2 separate regions of the Zea mays genome follow, and region 2 is linked to region 1. Evidence: chromatin contacts called from public Hi-C data. All regions are on one chromosome and are shown on one strand. The core of a region is the stretch at or near the end of the contact, and the rest is flanking DNA. Distances in the headings are between cores, read along the strand shown. Region 1 overlaps LOC100281219. Region 2 holds the start of LOC100501159.

Region 1 (4,177 bases), core at 1,262-3,761:
GATGGAACACATGGGGGGGAAAACGCGGCTCGTGTTATCCTACGCCAGGGGGATGCGCTTGCAGTAGGGGTTACAAGCGTTCGCGAGGGAGACCGAGCGAGCTTGTTCGTCAGCCCGTCCTCCCGCGCGACCACCCTCCCGCATGAGGGCCCTGGACCTTCCTTTTATAGATGCAAGGAGAGGGTCTAGGTGTACAATGGTGGTGTAGCTATGTGCTAACGTGTCTGGCAGAGAGGTGCCAAAGCCCTGTGTACATGCCAACGTGGCTGTTGGAGAGGTGCTAGAGCCCTGTGTACGCGGTGTCGTGGCCGTCGGAGGAGCGCTTGAGCCCTGTAGAAGCACAGCTGTCGAGGCTGCTGGGACCTTGCTGACGTCTCCTTGCTTCCGTAGGGGGCTGAGAACCACCGTCGTCATGGACGCACCCGAGGAGCCATCATTACCTGCTACCGGGGCGAGCCTGGAAGGGACGCCGGTCTTGTTCCCCCGTAGCCTGAGCTAGCTAGGGGTAGGGTAATGATGTATCCCCCACGGCGCGGTCGGTCCGAGCCCAAGGTCGGGCGAGGCGGAGACTCCTCCTGAGGCCGAGGCTGGGGTCGGGTGAGGACGCGATTCCTCCCAAGGTCGAGGTTGAGGCCGAGCCCTAGGGTCGGGCGAGGCGGAGACCTCCTCCTGAGGCCGAGGCGAGGGCCGAGCCCTAGGGTCGGGCGAGGCGGAGACCTCCTCCTGAGGCCGAGGCCCAAGGTCGGGCGAGGCGGAGCTTCCTGTTGCGCCTGAGGCTGGACTTAGCTGTTGTCAGCCTCACCCTGGCGGGCGGCACAACAGTCGGAGAGGGGCGAGCGGCGCTGTTTTCCTGTCAGGTCGGTCAGTGGAAGGGCGAAGTGACTGCGGTCACTTCGACCTTGCCGACTGAGGCACGTGTGTCAGGATAAGGCGTCAGGCGATCCTCGCATTGAATGCGCCTGCGATACGGTCGGTTGGTGAGGCGATTTGGCCAAGGTTGCTTCCCAACGAAGCCTGCCCGAGCTGGGCTTCGGGCGAGTCGAGGGTGTGCCCGTTGCTTGAGGAGGCCCTCGGGCGAGGCGTGAATTCGCCTGGGACTACTGTTCCCGCCTGAGGCTGGGCTCGGGCGAGGCGAGATCGCGTCCCTTGAGTAGACGAAGCCTTGACCTGAATTGCGTCCATCAGTCTCTGCAGCTTGTGCTGATGGTGGTTACCAACCGTGTTTAGGAGTGTTGGGGGTACCCCTAATTACGGTACCCGACAAATAGGTTACCTAGTTTTGTTTACCCTACACCTTACATACAAATGAATTATTGGGTAGTCTTGCTATTGATCTACCTGGTTTTGAGATTAATGTTATATATGAATTATGATCATGTTCTATTATTATTGTCAATGGATTCTTTATTGTTCATGATAAGATCATTTTGTTAATTGGAACATAGAGCTTAACATGAAACAACAATGTTACCACAAGGGTGGTATGATACGATCTTGGCTAATTAATTAGGAAAGCTAGCATGGGTTAATCCTTTCCCGAAAAGGGCAACCGCGGGTGTGACGAGCTGTCGTTATAGGGAGGTTCTTGGGTCGATTTGTTTGTGATAGCTTTTCGCACAAGAAATTCATATTGCCCCCTTCTGACAGAACCGTAGTGTGTTCTCTCATGCCAGTGGAACTTTATAAAGGTCTCGTAGTGTACACTCGTCAACTCACCTTGGAAGTGTCTGAGGGTCCGTACAACCCCGGGCGAAAAGGGAAGACGACTTGTGGGTAAAGGATACTACATCTATAGAGTGTAAAACTGATATATCAGTCGTGCTCACGGTTATAAACGACTCAGAACTCTCGCATGATTAATTGTTGGGACAAAACTTAATCTATCATTCATTGCATTGCATTATGGGAATTTTTAATTGTGATATCTTATTTCATTGTGTTGATATCTACTTATACTTAGTAAGTGCTAATAAAATTTTGAACAACTTAATTAAAAACAATGCTTAACCTTAACCATTTTCCTTGTTAAGTCTTACATTACACATGAGCTCCCACCGTAAGTGAGCTTATATACATTATTCTCCACATTTGCTAAGCGATAATCGTATGGAAGCTCACCCTTACTATAATCACATCAGGTGAAGAGCAGGTACCACTGGAGGAGTATGAAGGATGATGTGATGAGTTCAGAGAGGTCTAGGTTGTCGTCTCCCTATAAACTATGGTTATGGAGGATCGTTGTCGTCATATGATGTATTTTACTTAGCTATTTTTGTATAGAATTCTATTTTATAATAAAGATATGCTATTGATTTCTATATCATGAGTCATCATATGTGTGAGACTATCCTAACACATTTGAGATGCATTTGGATTTGTCCTTACATCCGGATGTGACATCAAACCTGACCCAAAGTAAAAAAACACATAAAAACCTGACCCAACACATTCGACTGACGGGCCAACCCGACACTATACACGGTCAGACACGGGTCGTGCCAAACGACATACGACTGACCTTAACCTGACCCGAACCGATCCGACATTTGAACAGCGCCGCACGGCCCCCCACTCAACTGTAGCCAGCGCGAATACAGGGGAAAAGGTTTTTTAGAGGATTCAATTCTGGCCTTTTTGCAATGCAGTAATTTCAGATAATTATACAAGAATTTTATAAGAATTAGTTCATTTTCATAGAAGCCCATAGGAAACGGGGAAAATCCCGCATTCTAAAGGAGACCGTAATTGACATCCTATCAATTCCTTAAAAATTCCTATAAAATGACATCTTCCATAGCAATTTTAAAGGAAAAATAAGCATGAGATCCAACCTCATGTTTTCTTTCCTCTGTCTTGAATTATAAGATTTTTCATGCTCATTATACAAACACATATTTTATGACTCTCCTACGTTATAAATTCTTATAGGATTTCAATGATATGTGCATTTTAATCATGTGTATGTTTTGCTCGTGTTTTCTTTCCTTTGTGTCTTGTATTTCTATGTTTTTCTCGTGCATGATCTAAAATGATCTAAACACATGTTGATATTTTATGACTTTTCTATGTTATAAATTTCTGTAGCATTTTAATAGTATGAGCATTCTAATCTTATGTTTTTCTATTCTTGCGTTTTGAGAATCATGTGCTCCAAAGGAACCCTGAGGGTCTACAGTTACAACTTACAAACTGGTTCGCCGGTCCGCTTAAAAAGAGACAGAGCTTGTGTCAAACCATTTTCAGTAACTTCTAAGATTTTAGAAAAAAAAAATATGTCAGCATCTAGTCCAGAATACAAAATAAGAAATATTTCATGGCGGATTCATTGAAACAAATTCGATGCTACGTGATTTTTTCTATAAACTTGAACAGTGTGAGATGTGTATATTAGAGGTAAGCAACAAAAAAGTATTGCATATATACTAATAGTTCCATAATCCATACCAATTGTAGCTGACAACATTTTTTTGCAAGACAAAGCTACCAAAACGAGCAAACAACATAGTACCAGCGTTACAACAGCTCAAGGACCTAGCAGCAATGGGATGGGTATCTGATAGACTTACTGATCAACAACAGTAGAGCACAGCCCCTCAAGCGCAAATCTAAACAGAACAGGGCCGGCATAGACGATGTGGAGAAATTGTTGGTCTTCTATGGTGTCTCGTCTTCATGGTACAGGTAAAGGCCGAAACCGAACCTCGCGCAGGCTTTGCAGAACGCTGCCTCTTCTGCCGCAGACACGGGGTCGTCGAACCGTTCATCGCTCAGCGATGCTGTTCCAGCAGCCTCCCTGTGAACCTGCATCAGTGGAAACAGATACAAGTGATTCATTTCATTTTATGCCTGCAAATGAAACATCTCCTTCAGAACACAAACTGCATAGCCTAAAGTGTAATCGGGCATGGACCGCAGAATGTTCAAGCCATGGCGTCGGAGACAAACGAAGGGTTATGATCTGATCCGTTGCTGAATCTCAAAACCTTATGCCCTCTGCTGACATACCATATATAACAGGGTTCACTGTCACCCAGAGGCTTTACTGAGCAGGCCGAGAGTTCCTTGTGCCATTGTGTGGTATGAGTTTATGACTTAGCATGCATGTACCAAATCGTTTTATATCTGGTTAGTTGCAGAAAACGAATTCAGGCAACAGATATGGCTGGCTCTTATTAGA
Region 2 (3,946 bases), core at 628-3,127, 200 kb before region 1:
CAGAGGGGTCAAATCTGACAAGATCCTCACCCACTTCTCTTGCTACCTCTACCTCATTATGCACCACACAGGCTCCCAGGAGCGTCGCAAGAATGGCCTCATCGCGCATACCCTGCTGCATACCATCGACAAGTTCCTTGGCTTCCCTTACATACCCTGCTCGACCTAGAAGGTCCACAAGACAAGAATAGTGCTCAATGGTTGGTTCCAATCCATAAACATGGTAGATGGATTTAAACATCTTGCGACCTTTCCCAACCAACCCCACATGCCTACAAGCAGACAGCACAGCAGTGAAGGTAGTCGAACTTGGTTTATACCCATGTCTCAGCATCTGAGCAAACCCCAGTAAGGCATGGTAACCACAGCCATGGTCTGCAAAAGCTTGCACTATCGACGTCCATGTTATGGCATCCTTCTGTTCCAACCTTTTGAAGGCAAACCAGGCAGACATCAGATCTCCACTTCTTGAATACATTGTGAGCAGAGCATTTCCTAAGGAAGTTTCTGACAGGAATCCAAGTGCAATGACCAACCCGTGAATTTGCTTAACTTCGACTGTGCTCTCAGATATAACCAGGATACTAATTAATGTTCTAATGTTAGGAGACACTGCTGAATGGCGCATAAGTAGAAACATGTTTAAGGCTTCATGCTTACGCTCATTCTTCGAATATGCCTCAATGATGGTACTCCAGGTCACCAGGTCTTTTGCAAGCATTGAATCAAATAATCTCTGCGCCTCATTCAGCTGGCCATTGTTGGCATAAACGGTGATAATGGCATTCCATGCCGCAGTGTCCTTCGCTGGCATCCGATCAAAGAACTCTCTTGCCCTGCAAGCAAGTCCATTATTTGCCAAGCCAGCGACCATTGTAGTCCAAGAAACCACATTCTTGTGTCTGTGTGGCATCCTCTCAAACAACTGAACTGCTTCAGCCACTTTCCCAATGCTGAGAAAACCAGAAATCATGGCATTCCAGGAATACGAGTTCCTCTCAGGCATCATATCAAACAATTCCCACGCCTGCTGAATCTGCCCACAGTCAACGTAGGCCTTAACCATGGCCGTCCAAGCGACCACATTCCTCTGAGGCATCCGATCAAACATCTCCCTCGCCTCCCTGAGCATCCCATTGCGCGCGTACCCCTGCACCACCGTCGTCCACGAATAGTCATTCCGTTCAGGCATGACGTCAAACAGCTCCCGCGCCTCCTGAACGCGGCCGGCGCGGAAGTACCCGGAAACCATAGAGGTCCAAGTGACGACGTTCTTCACCGGCATCGCGTCGAACAGCTCGCGCGCGCGATCGACGCGGCCGGCCTTGGCGTACCCGTCGAGCATGGCGGTATCCAGATACAGCCCCCGGGCAGCCGCGGGCGCCGCGCCGAAGAGCGCCTCCGCGCGCGTCAGGTCGCGCTCCCTGAGTCGGCTGGCGACCATGGCGGCGTAGGCGTCAGCGCCAGGCGTCTCGTCGTCATCGAGCACGGCACGAGCGGCCGCGGCGCCGTGCTGCGGCCTGGGGTCGTGGCCGGTCGTCGAGCACACGTCGTCTTGGGCGTCGCGCTGCCACGGCGGGGTAGAGGGCTCCGCGACGGTACCGTGGCAGCGGAGAGCAGCGTTGCCGGTGGCGTCGCGCCTCCGCCGCGCGAGGCCGAGGGTGAGGGTGTCGTCGTTGCTGGTGTAGCGGGTGTCTCCACGGGCTCGTCGCCGCGGAAGCGGACGGTACCTGGAGACGGTGCTTTGGCGGCGGAGCTGCGAGCACCGGACGAGGAGAGGGATGACACGCCGGCGCCGGCGAAGCATTGGGAGGGAGGAGGATGTCGCCGACGGGCGCGGAGTTCTGCGGCCGGGTACAGGGTCCAATCTTGGACGATTCTGAGCCGTCCGATTGATTATGTGAGGCACACAATGGCGTGAAGCATTTTACGGATAAGCACCTAGAAATTAGTATTCCCTTCATACACGCCCTCTCCCAATTGGATTGGATTCGTTCTGGTGGTGGACTGCTGGTGGTAACGTCGCAAAATTTTGAATTTTTTTCCTGAACTGCAACTCGAAACACAGATTGGATTGGACGGTGAAATGGAAATTTCATCCTTATTCATTACGAAAACCTCCACCTGATGAACGAGGAGTCCGATAAATAAATATGGTACCGTGATCACGCAAAGCAAAATCCGATACATACACACCCAATGCAAATACTCAACAGTGAAGTGATGAAGGAACCTGCGTTGTCTCGACCAGGAGAGAAATCAACAAAGCATTAATGGCGGCGACGGCAGCAGCAGTAGCAGAGGCAAGCGACGTGGCCGCAGCGGCGACAAGAGCAGACGAGCAAGACGGGCCGGCCGGCGGCGTGGGACGTCTATACGAAGGCGTGCTTCTCCAGCAGCTTGAGGACGTCATCCTGGTTGTTGAGCTTGGCCACGTCGATGGGCGTCTTCCCGTCCAGGTTCTGCAGCGTCCTGCAGCAACAGGCAGATCGGCGGAGCTAGCTTAGCTAAGCTTTTTTATTTCAGGTGAGCCGCCCGCCAGCCGGCAGATCGGCGGGGCAAATACAGTAGACGGCTGGTGGCTTACACGGCGGCGCCGCTCTCGAGCAGGAGCGCGACGCAGTCCTTGCGGCCGTATCCGGCGGCGTAGTGCAGCGCGGTGTTCTTGTTCTTGTCGACGGCGTCCACCGCGGCGCCGGCCTCCAGGAGCGCCTGCGCGCACTGGAGCTCGCCGTAGCCGCACGCGAAGTGGAGGCCACGCCGCCCTTCCGAGTCCTCCTCGTCCTTGTCCGCGCCGTCCTCCAGCGCTTTCTTGAGGCCCTGCGTGCAGCTCCGGCGACCAGCAGGGGGTGTAGTTAGTCAGCACTCAGCAGTCAGCACCATGCATGTCGTGACCGTGCGTGCGTGCGTGCGTGACTGCGTGGCAGCGGCACAGACCTCGACGTCGCCAACGCTGGCGGTGTGGTGGACGATGGACTCGTCCTCGTACTCGCCTTCCTCCCCGGCGTCGTCCTCCGCCTCGGCGTGCTCTGCGCCGCCGGCCTCGCCGGACGGGCCGACGCCGACGCCCATCGCGCGGCCGAACTTCTGCAGAGCCTCAGGGTCGTTCCAGTACCTGAACCAAATTGAACACGCATCCCATCATTTGTTCATGGTATGGGACTTCTTCCTTCCCTTGCTGGAGCATCTACCGCTTGTACAAGGAAGAAAGGAATCCAAATCCAGCCAGCAGCTCACTCACTTCATCATGGCGGCGGGGCCGCCGGACTCGATCTCGTCGAGGATGGGCTTGAGCGTGGGGTCCTCCTTCATGCGCGCGACGCGGGCCTCCAGCTGCTCCTTGTGCGCCGGGTTGGTGAGGCCCCCCAGCATGGCGGACATGGCAGGGTCCTGCATCAGCGCGCTGCCTAGCCGCTCCGCCATGGCCACGAACTGCGGGTTCTGCATCAGCTGCTGCATCGTCGCCACGTACTTCTGCGGGTCCAGCTGCTGCTGCTGCTGCCGCGCCTGCTGCTGCTGTTGCTGCCGCGGGGACACCACCGTCTTCTGCAGCTGCTCCGCCATCTCCGTGAACGCCGGGTCCTTGGCGATCTGCTCTGCCATCTCCTTGATGCTAGGGTCCTGCCGCCGCACACAACTTAACATTATTTGTCAACCAAGAAAGACGTCGACCTCTTTCAGCCGTGGTAAGATCAAACTCGGCTAAATGTTGCAAATTTTGATTTTTTTTTTAAAGTCAAGTTTGTCATATGTATAGTTGCTGGCTTGCTGCTACCACTAAAAGTTTCATCTGGGACGTCTCGAGTTTTGCAAAAGCATCCGATGAGCAAATAACGGAGGAAGGCGACTCAGCAGCGTACATTGAGAAGGTTCATCATGGTGGAGAAGTCGAAGGGGTTGGGCGGAGCCCCGCCGGGCGCCGATGGTCCTGCCCTGCGCGCCGCCC

The links. A called contact is a pair of places that touch in the nucleus more often than the background predicts.
Region 2: a contact with region 1 is called in a Hi-C map of ear, with 1.9 times the contacts expected there. The contact joins the promoter of LOC100501159 here to the enhancer-like site in region 1. A contact is called at or near these places in 3 of 25 Hi-C or Micro-C datasets (ear, leaf and tassel).

What each region holds. Positions count from the first base shown.
Region 1 is chr1:305,453,840-305,458,016 of Zm-B73-REFERENCE-NAM-5.0, reverse strand. It overlaps LOC100281219, which reads right to left. Exons shown (of 4, transcript NM_001154138.1): 4 at 3,391-3,801. The coding sequence ends at 3,655. Among protein-coding and RNA genes, the nearest start is that of LOC100281219, 11 kb to the right of the region's middle. Within about 2 kb of position 2,511, at least 9 of the 20 cell types and tissues checked have an H3K27ac peak or open chromatin away from gene starts, as enhancers often do. A contact at or near this core is called in ear and tassel, where this site is marked.
Region 2 is chr1:305,652,827-305,656,772 of Zm-B73-REFERENCE-NAM-5.0, reverse strand. It overlaps LOC100501159, which reads right to left and starts at 1,877. Exons shown (of 1, transcript NM_001195955.2): 1 at 1-1,877. The coding sequence starts at 1,807. It overlaps LOC100272888, which reads right to left. Exons shown (of 6, transcript NM_001147341.2): 2 at 3,861-3,946; 3 at 3,242-3,621; 4 at 2,938-3,115; 5 at 2,588-2,820; 6 at 2,018-2,472. The coding sequence ends at 2,373.